Linked DNA regions of Sus scrofa: regions 1, 2 and 3 are each linked to region 4. Evidence: chromatin contacts called from public HiChIP or PLAC-seq data. All regions are on one chromosome and are shown on one strand. The core of a region is the stretch at or near the end of the contact, and the rest is flanking DNA. Distances in the headings are between cores, read along the strand shown.

Evidence for each region. HiChIP or PLAC-seq counts read pairs in DNA pulled down with a chosen protein or histone mark.
Region 1: an H3K27ac HiChIP or PLAC-seq map of skeletal muscle shows a contact between it and region 4. The contact joins two enhancer-like sites. A contact is called at or near these places in 1 of 47 Hi-C or Micro-C datasets (fibroblasts) and 1 of 2 datasets of contacts at active chromatin or transcription factors (skeletal muscle).
Region 2: a contact with region 4 is called in an H3K27ac HiChIP or PLAC-seq map of skeletal muscle. The contact joins two enhancer-like sites. A contact is called at or near these places in 2 of 47 Hi-C or Micro-C datasets (embryonic fibroblasts and skeletal muscle) and 1 of 2 datasets of contacts at active chromatin or transcription factors (skeletal muscle).
Region 3: a contact with region 4 is called in an H3K27ac HiChIP or PLAC-seq map of skeletal muscle. The contact joins two enhancer-like sites. A contact is called at or near these places in 2 of 47 Hi-C or Micro-C datasets (both in skeletal muscle) and 1 of 2 datasets of contacts at active chromatin or transcription factors (skeletal muscle).

Annotation. Positions count from the first base shown.
Region 1 is chr15:118,954,988-118,957,948 of Sscrofa11.1, forward strand. No RefSeq gene overlaps it. Among named protein-coding and RNA genes, the nearest start is that of IGFBP5, 79 kb to the left of the region's middle. Within about 2 kb of position 1,369, at least 13 of the 83 cell types and tissues checked have an H3K27ac peak or open chromatin away from gene starts, as enhancers often do. A contact at or near this core is called in skeletal muscle, where this site is marked.
Region 2 is chr15:118,978,827-118,981,916 of Sscrofa11.1, forward strand. No RefSeq gene overlaps it. Among named protein-coding and RNA genes, the nearest start is that of TNP1, 58 kb to the right of the region's middle. Within about 2 kb of position 1,760, at least 12 of the 83 cell types and tissues checked have an H3K27ac peak or open chromatin away from gene starts, as enhancers often do. A contact at or near this core is called in skeletal muscle, where this site is marked.
Region 3 is chr15:119,084,541-119,087,350 of Sscrofa11.1, forward strand. No RefSeq gene overlaps it. Among named protein-coding and RNA genes, the nearest start is that of TNP1, 48 kb to the left of the region's middle. Within about 2 kb of position 1,496, at least 2 of the 83 cell types and tissues checked have an H3K27ac peak or open chromatin away from gene starts, as enhancers often do. A contact at or near this core is called in skeletal muscle, where this site is marked.
Region 4 is chr15:119,341,617-119,344,488 of Sscrofa11.1, forward strand. No RefSeq gene overlaps it. Among named protein-coding and RNA genes, the nearest start is that of TNP1, 300 kb to the left of the region's middle. Within about 2 kb of position 1,600, at least 1 of the 83 cell types and tissues checked has an H3K27ac peak or open chromatin away from gene starts, as enhancers often do. A contact at or near this core is called in skeletal muscle, where this site is marked.

The DNA.
Region 1 (2,961 bases), core at 119-2,618, 390 kb before region 4:
TCATCCCAGATTATGAAGACTTTCTCATTTTTCAGGACTCGTTGAGGGGTTGGCAGCCATGGTCAGAGCATGGCCCGGAGCTGGGTTTCCTAGAGCTCAGTTTAGATCAAGTGCTTGTAGGTGATGAGATAGAGCATGAAGGGGAGGAGATGGTGGGTTGCTGAGTCTGGCAGCATCAGGGTCTCTTCCATCTCAAAGTCTGTGGATGCATTTGTAAGTTAGTGTTTTATTTCTTTTGGAGTTAAAAAACAAAAAGGAGGATTTCCCGTTGTGGCTCAGTGATAACGAATCCAGCTAGTATCCATGATGACTGGGGTTCAAACTTCAGTGGGTTAAGGATTGGGCATTTCTGTGAGCTGTGGAGAAGGTTGCAGATGTGGCTTGGATCTAACAGAGCTGTGGCGTAAGCTGGCAGCTGCAGCTCTAACACCTAGCCTGGGAATTTCCATATGCTGAGGATGTGCCCCTAAAACGACAAAAAGAAAACCAAAAACCAAAAACCAAATAAAAAAAAAAAAAAAAAGAGGGAAAGCAAACCAAAGAGGGGAGAAAACTTTCAGACTGTTCAGGAGAAGAATCAGAGCATCAGAGCAATTAACTTCTTCAAAAAGACTGGCAAAGTGAAGGTGGAACGAGAGAGAGACCCTGATAGCCTGAGTCCCAGACTCAAGTTCTCATCCATACAAACTGCTACTAATTAGAGCCTGAGATTTTCTCTTTTTGGCCCCACCTGTGGCAGAGGAAATTCCCAGGCCAGGGATGGGGCCCACACCACAGTAGCCACTGGAGCCACAGCAGTGACAATGCTGGATCTTTAACCTACTGAGCCATCAGGAAACTCCAGAGCCTGAGATTTATTGATGTTACTTGCTTGGAATATTCCAAGAAGATCTGGGTCTCTCCATACACCAGAGAGGAGGGCTGCTCCCAGGATTTTAGGCTATCTGCTTCAAACTAGATTAGCAACAAAGGAAAGCACATCACAACCACCTAAAGTGGGGCCACAGCCATGGAGGTGGGTGGCACAGCCTACCTTGAGAAAGATGTCCAGAGTTCCTTGATATTTAAGAACAAGAGTTGGTCCTTATTTTCTGAAGAGAAGTGGTAAGGAAATAAAAAGAAACCAGTCCCCAAAATAGGAGCTGAGTGTGTGAAGGAGATATTTATTGTTTCCATTTTATTGTTTCATAAGCTTTTGAAAATGATGAGAAATGTTGTGGGACTTTGGAGTCTGGATTGCACTAGAAGTCCATGGAAGCTGAGTGGGAGGGAAGTGGTGCCTAAAAATACTCCGTGGAGGAAGGGCCCATGAGGTCATCTCCCCAGGATACTCCATCCATCCTGGCCAGACTCTGGCTCCAGTCCCTTGTCCAGCTCTGAGTACAGTCAATTGAACAGAGCTGGTGCTCAGGAATGAGTGTTGACTGATGAGCAGCTTGAGAGGGACGGGGAACCTGGAGAGGTTTCAGAGGAGAGACCCAGAGGTGATGAAATGGCTGGAAACTGGAGCTCAGGGGCCAGGTCAAGGAGATGGGACTGGCTCCTCCTGGACAGGAGCAGAGTGGGAGTGAGGGCTGGGGGAACAGCCATTTCCAGCCCCTGAGGGGTCAGGTCTTGGCTGTGCTCCGGCCAGCCCTGCAAGGGTGGAATGACAGTCACGTGTGGCTTTGCTCTTGTGGCTGGACTATGACTTACCAATGCATTTGAAAGCCCATGGCAAGGCTGAGCCGCCTTTTCAGGTTATCTGCACAATTGCCCCCTTCTGTAAATGAGAATGACTAAGACTTACAGCCCTTGCAGCTAACCGATCCTGAAGCTCTCCCTGCCCACAAGAGTGACTCGTGAGTGGCGCATTTCAGACAGCTGGCATGAGGGTGGTGGAGACAGTCTTGAACAGCTGGGGAGCCTGTCTAGTGCCCATCAATCATCCTCTGCATGAGGTCACCCACTTTCTCATTGGACCCTGGAAGGGAGGACTGGAGTGAGGCCAAAATGGGGGAGTAAAGACTTTTTCTGTGGCAAGGGAACAAGCTCACTACTACTGTTAGGAACTTTACATGGGTTTCCATTTAATTTTTCAATAATCCTATGAGAGAGAGAGGGGAGGGATTATTCTCCTGTTTTTTAGATTAGAAGGTGAAGGCAGAAAGAGAGTAGGCAATTTACTCAAACTTGCACAGTTAATTATCTGTAAAATTGGGGTTTGGATCAGGGCAGGTCTAGTTCCAGAGCCCATTGGCAGCTGGTGAGGGCAATACAGAGAGTACAGTCAGTTTCTTTCGGCCATGTGCTCTTCATTGGTACCCAGGGAGCATCCTCAGGTCAAGCTCACGTCTTACTCTTCAGGATCTATGGTTGAAATTCAGAGGCCAGTTGAAAGCTTCTCCAGCATCTGGCCCCATCTCTTGGCTCTGGATCTGCTCTCAATGGCAGGTCCAATGTGGAGCCTCCCTGAGGTCCTTCCAGGCAGAGAGGAAAAGCTGGGTGGGGAGGAGGAGGGATGCAGGTTTATGTGTCTGGAAGCGGCGAAAGAGATACAATCCCCAGGCTTGGATTTACAGTGGGTGTCTGGTTGCCTCAGCCTGGAATCTGAACCGCACCATTTTCCATGGGTGAATTAGCTAAACAATCCAGCCCACAAAGGGAGCAGCTCTGATCTGTCAGTTAACAGGCTCAGAGAGCCGGGGGGTGTGCATGGAGCTAGGAGGGGAAGGAGGAGACTGCTGGCGAGAACTGGACCTTCTCTTGTCTTGCTGCCCTGAGCCTGGCCTTTCTGCTTTGGGAACCTGGGCGGGAGGCTGGTCTGATTTCCCTGTGGTCTGAATGGTGGGAATTTTTTTTTGGTGGCAGATTATATTTTCCCGAGGTGGTTTGAATTACACCTGCCCCGTTTCATTTAATTAGGGCTGGTACTGCTGTCTATTGTGTCCAGTGGGCCTTCCCGCAGGAATAAATAGTAAC
Region 2 (3,090 bases), core at 510-3,009, 360 kb before region 4:
GGATAGAAGAATGACTGGTCTGTGAAAGCAGGTGTTTAAGAAGGGTAGGGAAACAGGATGGGGTAAGGGAGGAATTGGGGGACTACTATGTTACCTAATGGACAACTCTGATTTTTTTGTAAATTTCCAACAGTGTGATTCAATCAACCATAGGGTCACTGTTGTCCTATTTAGGGTCCTACCCATCCTTTCTGCTGACAGGCAAGGACAACCCAGGAAGACCGGCCTCAAAGCCCTGGGGATTTCTGCTTCCCAGAAAGGTGGGCAGAGTGAGAGTGTCAGTCCTGTGCCATTTGGATAAGGGGGCCTAGGGCTCAGAGGACAGACCCACAGCATATGCTAGGTTCATCTCCCTAGAAGGAAGTTGCTAGGCAGGGTTTGGGGACAGGGTTGAACTGGGATCCATCATAGCCACTGCCCTCTGTGGCCCCAGGCAAGGTCATTTCTGTGCCTCCTACCAGAGGAAGAATGAGGTTTGCTTTCTCTATCCTGAAGAGACTTTGAGAAGAACAAATAATAGTAAATTAACCAAGGGAAATAAATAAATAACAACCAGTAATTTACTAAAATACACAAAATTATCTAATTACAAAGCAGGAAAGAAAAAGAAAAGGCTGGGGAGGAGGGAGATACAGAGAGCACGTAAGTGGGGGTTACAGAGGGAGAAAAGGAATCCAGATTTATTAGCAGGACTGGCAACCTCACTCCTTCTTCTACTTCTTCCAACAGAGTTTGCTTCTCTCTTTCAGATGCTCAAAGAGGAAGGGCTGTCTACACGGCTCCTTTACTCTGACTGTGAGGATCTGGTCCAAGGAATTGTTCCTAAGCTTATGAACAGTTTGTCTGCTTCCATTCTGTGATACCTCTTTATGCACTAAGACACAAGCTACCACCACCACAAAGAACCAAAATACTGGGGAGAGGGATAAACGAGGAGATTGGGATTAACCTACACACACTCCTATATGTAAAATAGATAACCAACAAGGACCTGCTGTATTGCACAGAGAACTCTACTCATTATCTTATAATAACCTGTAGAGGAAGAGAATGTAAAAAAAAGGACAAATATGTTTATGTATATGTATAACTGAATCACTTTACTGTACACCTGAAACTAACACAACACTGTCAATCAACTTTATTTCAATAAAAATAAAAAAAAAAGAGCCAAGTCACCAAAGGAAATACCAAATGCCAAATGCCCCTGAGCCAGAGGGGTGGGTGTCTGACCCTGGAGGGCCCTGCAACTTGTGATATTTCATCGTGAGCAGAGGCTGTCCCTAAAGTGTACAGAGAACCAGTGAGTTCATAGCAGTTTATATTTGGAGTGTGTGTGTTTGTCTGTGTGTGCTGGGGGGAGGTGTGGGTGTGGATGTGAGGTCGTGCATGTCTCTGAACCTGTCCGTGCATCTTATGTGCGATGCTGGGCCTGCAGGCGTGGGTGTAGTTGCATGCACGGGACAGGGCTCTGGCCTGGCAGGGAGGGGATATAAGTGTGGATGGGGGTGTGAGCCGCTCCAGGGTCCAGTCCCAGGGCCTCCGGGGGCCTGTCGCCTGCAGGGCCCATTATAGAGGAGACCAGGTGTTTGGAGTGTCCCCAAAGCAGTACAGAGTGCAGTCATGAGTTTGAAAAATATTCCTGTGAGAGATATAAATAAAGACTCCAAGCCCAAAGCCAGGGTTGGAGAAAGCCATCCTTAAACACAGGATAATTTATAGCTGCTGTTATCCTGTCCCGTGGATGACTCAGCTCTCCTAGTGGAGCGGGCCCAGCCTGCTCCAGTAACCTTTGGTTTTGGCTGGAAGCACTAAAGAGAGCTCCAAGGAACCCAGTGAGCTAACCACCCAGCCACCAGGCTGCCCCTCTGCGTTCCCCTCTTATCTTCCTTTTGGGCAAACTCCAGCCAGAATATGGAGGATCAGACCCTGGAAGTGGAGAAATATGATGCTTAGGTATTCCTAGCTGGCTGGCCCTCTGGAAGCCTCTGAGACAGATTCCCATCTACCTCTGGGCTCCAGTGGGTTCTGGTACCCATGCAATGGGCCAATTTCCCCTGGGAGGTGCAGTCTCAATGCAGACCCGAGTGGAACTGGAGAGCTGTTCTCAGTCATAAAGACTCTTGAGCCCCACAGAAGGAATAGAAATGAGAGCACTTTTCCTTTTATTAAAAAAATAACTTACCCAAGTCAAGTGCCAAAAATGGTCTGAGAAGAGGGGCAGATGGTGATACGCTTCAGCGTCGTGGTAAATGCGTTGGGGGAGCGTTCAAAAGTGAACAGGGTTAATTTCTAATTCTCTCTTCCCAGCCTTGCCAGCCCCCCTTCCTTCATTATATTTTAGCAGACTCTTTGGCCAAGCAAGTCAAACGAGACAAATGCAAGTACAGGGAGTGCTTATGGAAACCATGGATGTTTCTTTTTTTTCCTTCTTCTTTTCCCCTTAAAAACCTTCCCAGAGAGGGGAAAGGAATGGAAGTATTTGAAGGTCTTTTTAGCTCCATGGCTCACTCCAGCTTGGATCTCAAGAACATTTTGATGCCAAGGCCATGTACTTGACTGTCCAAGGGTAGAAAAAGAAAAACCATTATTCAGGGCTATTTTGAAAATACTTTAGCCCTTTGATTAAATGGCTAAATAGCCCTGAACATGTTTTCTCTGCTTTAGCACATGAATTTATGCAACTGGCTTAATTTTAACCTAGGTCTCCTCACATCATAGGGATGTAATCATTGCTGAATAGATGATCAAGTTCTTAAATCTGTAACTTGGTGATCTTTCAACATTCATTTAATAAGCCACTCTTGTGTGTTGTGTGTGTTTTTGTGGATGTGGTCTATAAAGGGGGTTGTTAAACAACCTAAATGTCCATCAACAGATGAATAGATTAAGAAGATAATAAAAAAGAACAAAATAATGTCATTGGCAGCAACATGGATGCAACTAGAAATTCTCATACTAAGTGAAGTAAGTGAGAAAGACAGATACCATATGATACCACTTCTATGCGGAATCTAAAATATGACACAAATGAACCTATTAGCAAAACAGAAACAGATTCACAGACATGAAGAACAGACTTGTGGTTGC
Region 3 (2,810 bases), core at 246-2,745, 260 kb before region 4:
CAATTTTATGATCACTAGAACTTGGGACTTCATGCATGAGAGAAATATAGATCATAAAAAGATCCATGTACCATATATTCAAATACGACTTTGGGGGAACTGGAGGTTTTAGATGTTTTGGCCAGTTATAAAGAAAATTCAACATTTGGTAAAATATAATATACTTATGACAAATATTTTTTAACATATTTCTACACCTCTATAACTATTTTACGTAGAATTGTTTCTGGATTATACCACATTGCCATATTTAGTATTATTACTTGAAATAACATACTATTTGAGATTTATAAAGATTTTAAAAATATGTGATACTTTGAACAGAGATTAAATGAATAAGTTCATGGCTGACTTTATTATGACATTTATGCATCTTACTGGGAAGAAGGGGAGAAAAGAACACTGTGCAAAGCAACATTTTGGGCTGGGTGACTCAGGCTCTACCAGCTGAACCATGTTGGAAGAGTCCCTGGAACATCTCTGGTGTCAGATTACTCATTTGTAGAATGAGAGGGTTGGGCACCATCATCCCTTTAATCCAAAAGACTCACAGACCTGGGATTTTTAGAAGAGTTGACCCAAGCTTACAGTGGGTTCTGTGTGTCCTGGCCCTTCCTGTTCTCTCACTCACCATATCTGAGAGGCAGCATCATTAAACACCAGGATCTAAAAACACTGGTTAAAGAAGACATTGAATTTATGCTTAGAGTCCCTCTCACCTTCCTCTGCTGTTTGATTGTTTTCAGGCTACAGGTCCTGGGCTCCATCCTCTGTCCAGCCTCCAAGCTGGGCCTGCTCTTCGTAATGAACTCACACACACCCCTCCTCACGTGAGCACCATTTTGGCCCAGGGCCGCTGGAGCAGCTGCTGCCCGGGCGGGCTCTGCTCATGCCCTAAGCTGACACATGACAACTTCTATTAGGCTGAGGTCCTCCATGGAAAGCCAATGGGCCCAACCAGCCATCTCCCTTCTGTTTCCCCATCTGCTGACTCCCAGGGAGGTGGTAGCAGGGCTTAGGTTAAGAGTGCATCTGAAGCAAGGCCATGGCCAAGAGCTGGAGTGCTTGCACGCTCCCTCTTTGTCACCTGCTGCCTAACAGGGGTGGAACCTGTCCCCTAGGAGGAGATGGGGTGACTCTGTCTAGCCTGGCCCCTGCTGAGGGTGTCCAGTCTGTCTCTGACCACTCCTGCCAGGAGTCTCACGTGGAAATCATGTTTTCAGCTTGGGTTAAACATGACCAGGTGTTTCACAGAGGGCTGTGCCAGAGGATTCTTGGCGTATCCTTTGCACTTGTTTGAATGTTGTGGCTTTTAATATTTGTTAGGATCCTGAAGCTTGTGTGTTTGTGTGTGTGTGTGTGTGTGTGTGTGTGTGTGTGTGTGTTGCAGTTCTTTTCCTAGGGTTATCCTAGTATGTTCCTATATACCAACAGGAGGAGCAACAACACGTGTAGTGTAGGGCTGGACAGGCTGGGTAAGGGTAGGGCCTCGGGAGCCTGAGAGGGGCCAGGCCATGTGTTCTGCTGGTTAGTGCACTGGGCTGGCAAGGGGGGATACTGCTGTGCTGGGACTCCCTTTCTCAGCCAGAGGTCCCACCGAGTCTTAGACACTGCAGCTCAAAGGGAGGGGTCTCAGAGGTGATGTGGTTCAACTCTTTCATTTTCTGAAGATGAAAATAAGACCTGGAGAGGGGCAGTGGGCTGTGAAAGGCACATTAGTTGGTAGTAGGAGATGAACCACCAAAATCTAGTTTGTGTGTGTGCGGCTTCTTACCTGTTTGCCACAGTCCTGGTATTCCGGAAATGTCTACCACTGGAATGGATAAGCTAGCCCAGGCCTTCTGAAGCTCAGCTCTATCTTACATGTTGCTCATCCTTCTCCCAAGAAAGACCCAAAGATCTCTTATGGTTAGGGTGGCAGATGTCCCAGTTTCTCCTGGTTTGCCCTCCTCCTTTTCCTTCTCAAATGTCTACCAGTTTAGAAAATAAATCATATGATCTCTTGTCTCAGAATCTTCTCATCTTTCTAGATTGCTTCTTCTTCAAACACAAATATTCCTGGATCAAAGAGTTGCCACTAGAACTTCCAGCTCAAAGCTTCACAGGAGGTTGTGATGAGTTCCAGGTTGCAGTAGTGGAAGACCTAGTGTACACATGTGTGAAGTAGCTTAACCAGCAAAGGGTTTCAAAAGCAATCCTCTAGAATTAATTTTCCTCATGTGTGAAATGAAAGAACTCTACTTGCGTGAGTCCTAAGGCTCCTGACAGCTCAAAACTCTGCATGTGTAAGTAATTTCAGTGTGCATCCTCCTTTCCAGATTTGCCCTCCTCATGAGCTCCTGCACTGATATGATTAGGGGCACATCTAATGGCACCTTAGAGACTGTATAGTCCAGATGTCCTATTGGAGAGATGGTAGCTTCACAGCCAAGTGTGCAGATGCCTGCTCCTCCCCCTTCCTTCTGGTTCTCAAGTCACAAACTCTAAGCAATGGGTTTGAGGTGAGCCCTAAGACAAGTGGAGAGGTGGGACACTTGTTTCCAAGTGGAGAACGCATTACCCTCTTGTCCCTCTTGTCATCCTGCCTGGCAAGAAAAGTTGGGGACTCCCTGAAAGAAAAGGTATGGGTTATGAGAGAGAGCTGCTGACTTTCCAGCAGAAAGCTGTTCTCTGATGGTCCTACCCCAGAAAGAGGGGTGGTGAAGGGGTCCCCATCTCTTATATCCTTGGACCAGTTTGATACCTGATCTTGGGAGAGCATGGTCTGCCTGGTGGAGCTTGTTCTGAAAGACAACTGCTGAGTAAGTCAC
Region 4 (2,872 bases), core at 350-2,849:
TGCTATGTTGGAGTTACTCCATATATATATTTTTGAAAGAGTAATGAGAGATTTTTTCCTAGCAGGAATGTGGTTCATCTTTGATAGGCTCAGATACTGACTCTGAGTTGATATAATCCCCCCCTCCACCTGGCTACCACAACTCTTGCCCAGAACTTGGGGTAACTCAAATATCAGAAGCCCAAGAGAAGAAAGGTGGGGCCATAAACATCTGGCCATGATGGAGAAGGAAAGCTTTCCTAGAGCTGTTATGTAAAAGACTCATTCTTCTCCCTCTTCCTGTGAATATATCATCCTTTGTGCAGTTTATCACGCCAGACCACCAGATTCTTCATTGGTCTCCATTCTGCCATGTATCCTTCCTTCAATCCACCCTACTGCTGCCCTCAGATCCATTACTGTATTCATGATCACCCTCATCTTTTTGAATTGGGCAGGTCCTCCCTTTTGCTTACAGCTTTGGGTCCAGATCTTATGCTATGTTCTTGAGCTTTCTCAGTCTTATCCCTTTTTCCCTTTCAGAGTCAGCCCCAGTATCTTCCCACCTCAGTTCCATTCTGCTTTTTGCACATATTCCCTGTATCCCTGCTTTTGAGACTATTTCTTCTGTCCTTCCAGAATGTTCCTTTTCTCCTTCTGCCAATCCAAATACACTCCAGATCTCAAATCTTAATCACACATCATCCAAGAACTCGCCCACCAATTACTACACCAGTTACCGCACTTAACTTCATACCGGTGTTTTCCTGCTATTAATAACTTGTCTACCTTGAGTTACCTACATGGTTTAGCCTGTAGCTAGTCTTTGAATGTATCACATAATAACAGTAATAACTGCAACTACAATTACAATTCATCTAGCTTCTATTATGTTGTAGACATAGTAATATGAGTATGTAGTACTCGTATTAATCATGCAAGGTAGGAATTATTATTCCTATTTTGTAGATTAAGAAACTAAAGCTCATAGAGGTTAAATAGTTTGTCCCAGATCATATTGTTAGTAAATATTAGAGCTAAGATTCAATTCCAGTGTACCTGATTATGCTGGGTTGTTGTGGATTTTTGTCTTATACATGCAGACTCTTGGGAGATTTAGCAAAATATGTGCATTCAGTAGGTACTCAATAAATACTTGCAGGTTGCTGAAACAGCCAGGATGATACAGCTTGATTTAAATTTGTCCTGACAAAGCCTCACCTCTCATGAATGATGAGGGGAGGAATAAAACATTCGCTGTACCTTCACCTCTCCCTTTCCTTTGTACCAAAAGAGATAATGGCTGAAGAAGAATGAGATAAAGCCTGTTTCAGGGCTCAAAAGAGGCAGGTGTGTTCCCTAGGATCAACTCTGTTTCCTTCCAAAGAGCCTTCCTTTCAAAGATTCTGCATTTTCCCTCCCCTGGCCATCTCCAGCATCCAGATCAGCTGCGTCATTGCCACCTCAGGTTGAGAGCTTTCCAGGCAGCCCTGGGCTTGCTGAAGGCACCAGTAACATACTTCTGGACTCCAGGCCAGGAGGTCCAAGGCACACAGCTGACTGAAAGGAGAGTAGGGCAGAGCCTGCCAGGGTGTGCCAGAGCTGCCATTCCCCAGCAGGCTTTAGCTCCATGTCCTAAGGTTGCCGAAGAAGCTGACACCTGTCAGCTCCCTTCTCTGCATTGTGCCAGACACCATGTGAGACACTTCAAATATCCTGTCTCTTCAAAATCCTTACCACAACCCCACTGACTTATCTGTGAAATGGGCATATTAGGTTGCATCTCACCCAAAAGTTGTTCAGTCTAGAGGAAAGACTCTGATATAGGCCCATCTGTCTTCAATAGTCCATCATGGGTTTTCTAATATACCATGGCATCTATCTGTCTTGGGAACCAGGAGACCTAAGTCTACTCTAGCTCAGCACACCATACATCTAAGGAGAATTCAAAGTCTCCATCAAACACACATGAAAATCGACCCCCTCTACCTTCTAATCTTTCCCATTTCACAGATCACTTTTTTTTGGGGGGGGATTATCATTTTATTGCTTTGACAGTCTAAGGATGCCACAGCAGGCTGATGCCTTAAAGACTATACCCCCTTTGGTGGAGAATAGGAAATGGTTTTATAGTTTGGAAGTAGAAAATAGGGCCACAGATAAGGATCTATGTTGAGTCGAGCTTGTATTGTTTTTCAAAACTGATGTTTAGTGGTCCCATGACTGGTTCTGGTAGTCTTCCTTCTTTCTGAAATGAAGAATGTTTCATCAAGTAGTTAACATCTTCCATTCACTGGGGGTTTTAGTTCTGCAGGAGAGCTCAAAGATATTGTTATGTATATTCCTTGAGGAGGAACCAGGTTCATTTTTGAATCTGGTGTCATCATATGCAAATGCATCAGACATCTGATGGGAACAAGAAATGGAAGAAATTACTGTTAACTTTCTGTTTATGCATCTGCACATCTACATCTCTCTCCTTCCACTACCTGAAGATATTTGAGGTAGAAACTCTGGTGTATACACTACCCATGGCCCTCCCTCCACTGCCTACAAGTCCCTAATAGCTTGAGGCATAGGGGGAGCTCAATAAATACTAAAGCTGTGCCTGCTCAGAATCTGATAGGATGCTAGAATTTTTTCAGACTAACCTCTCTCCTTGGAAATCAAAGCTCATATCAGGCAGGCTGGGATCAGAGGTCTTTGCTTGCTGTTTCTTAGCTAAGAACTCTCTATAAAACCACATTTATCTGTAGACTTTTCCAAACAGCAGAAGCCAAGGATGTAAAAGGAGGAATCTAATTTCGGGTATGAGCTGGTATCTTACTGAGTTAGTAGATCCTTCATTTTATAAATTTGTATGTTTTTTACTAAAATTTTGTAATACTTTATA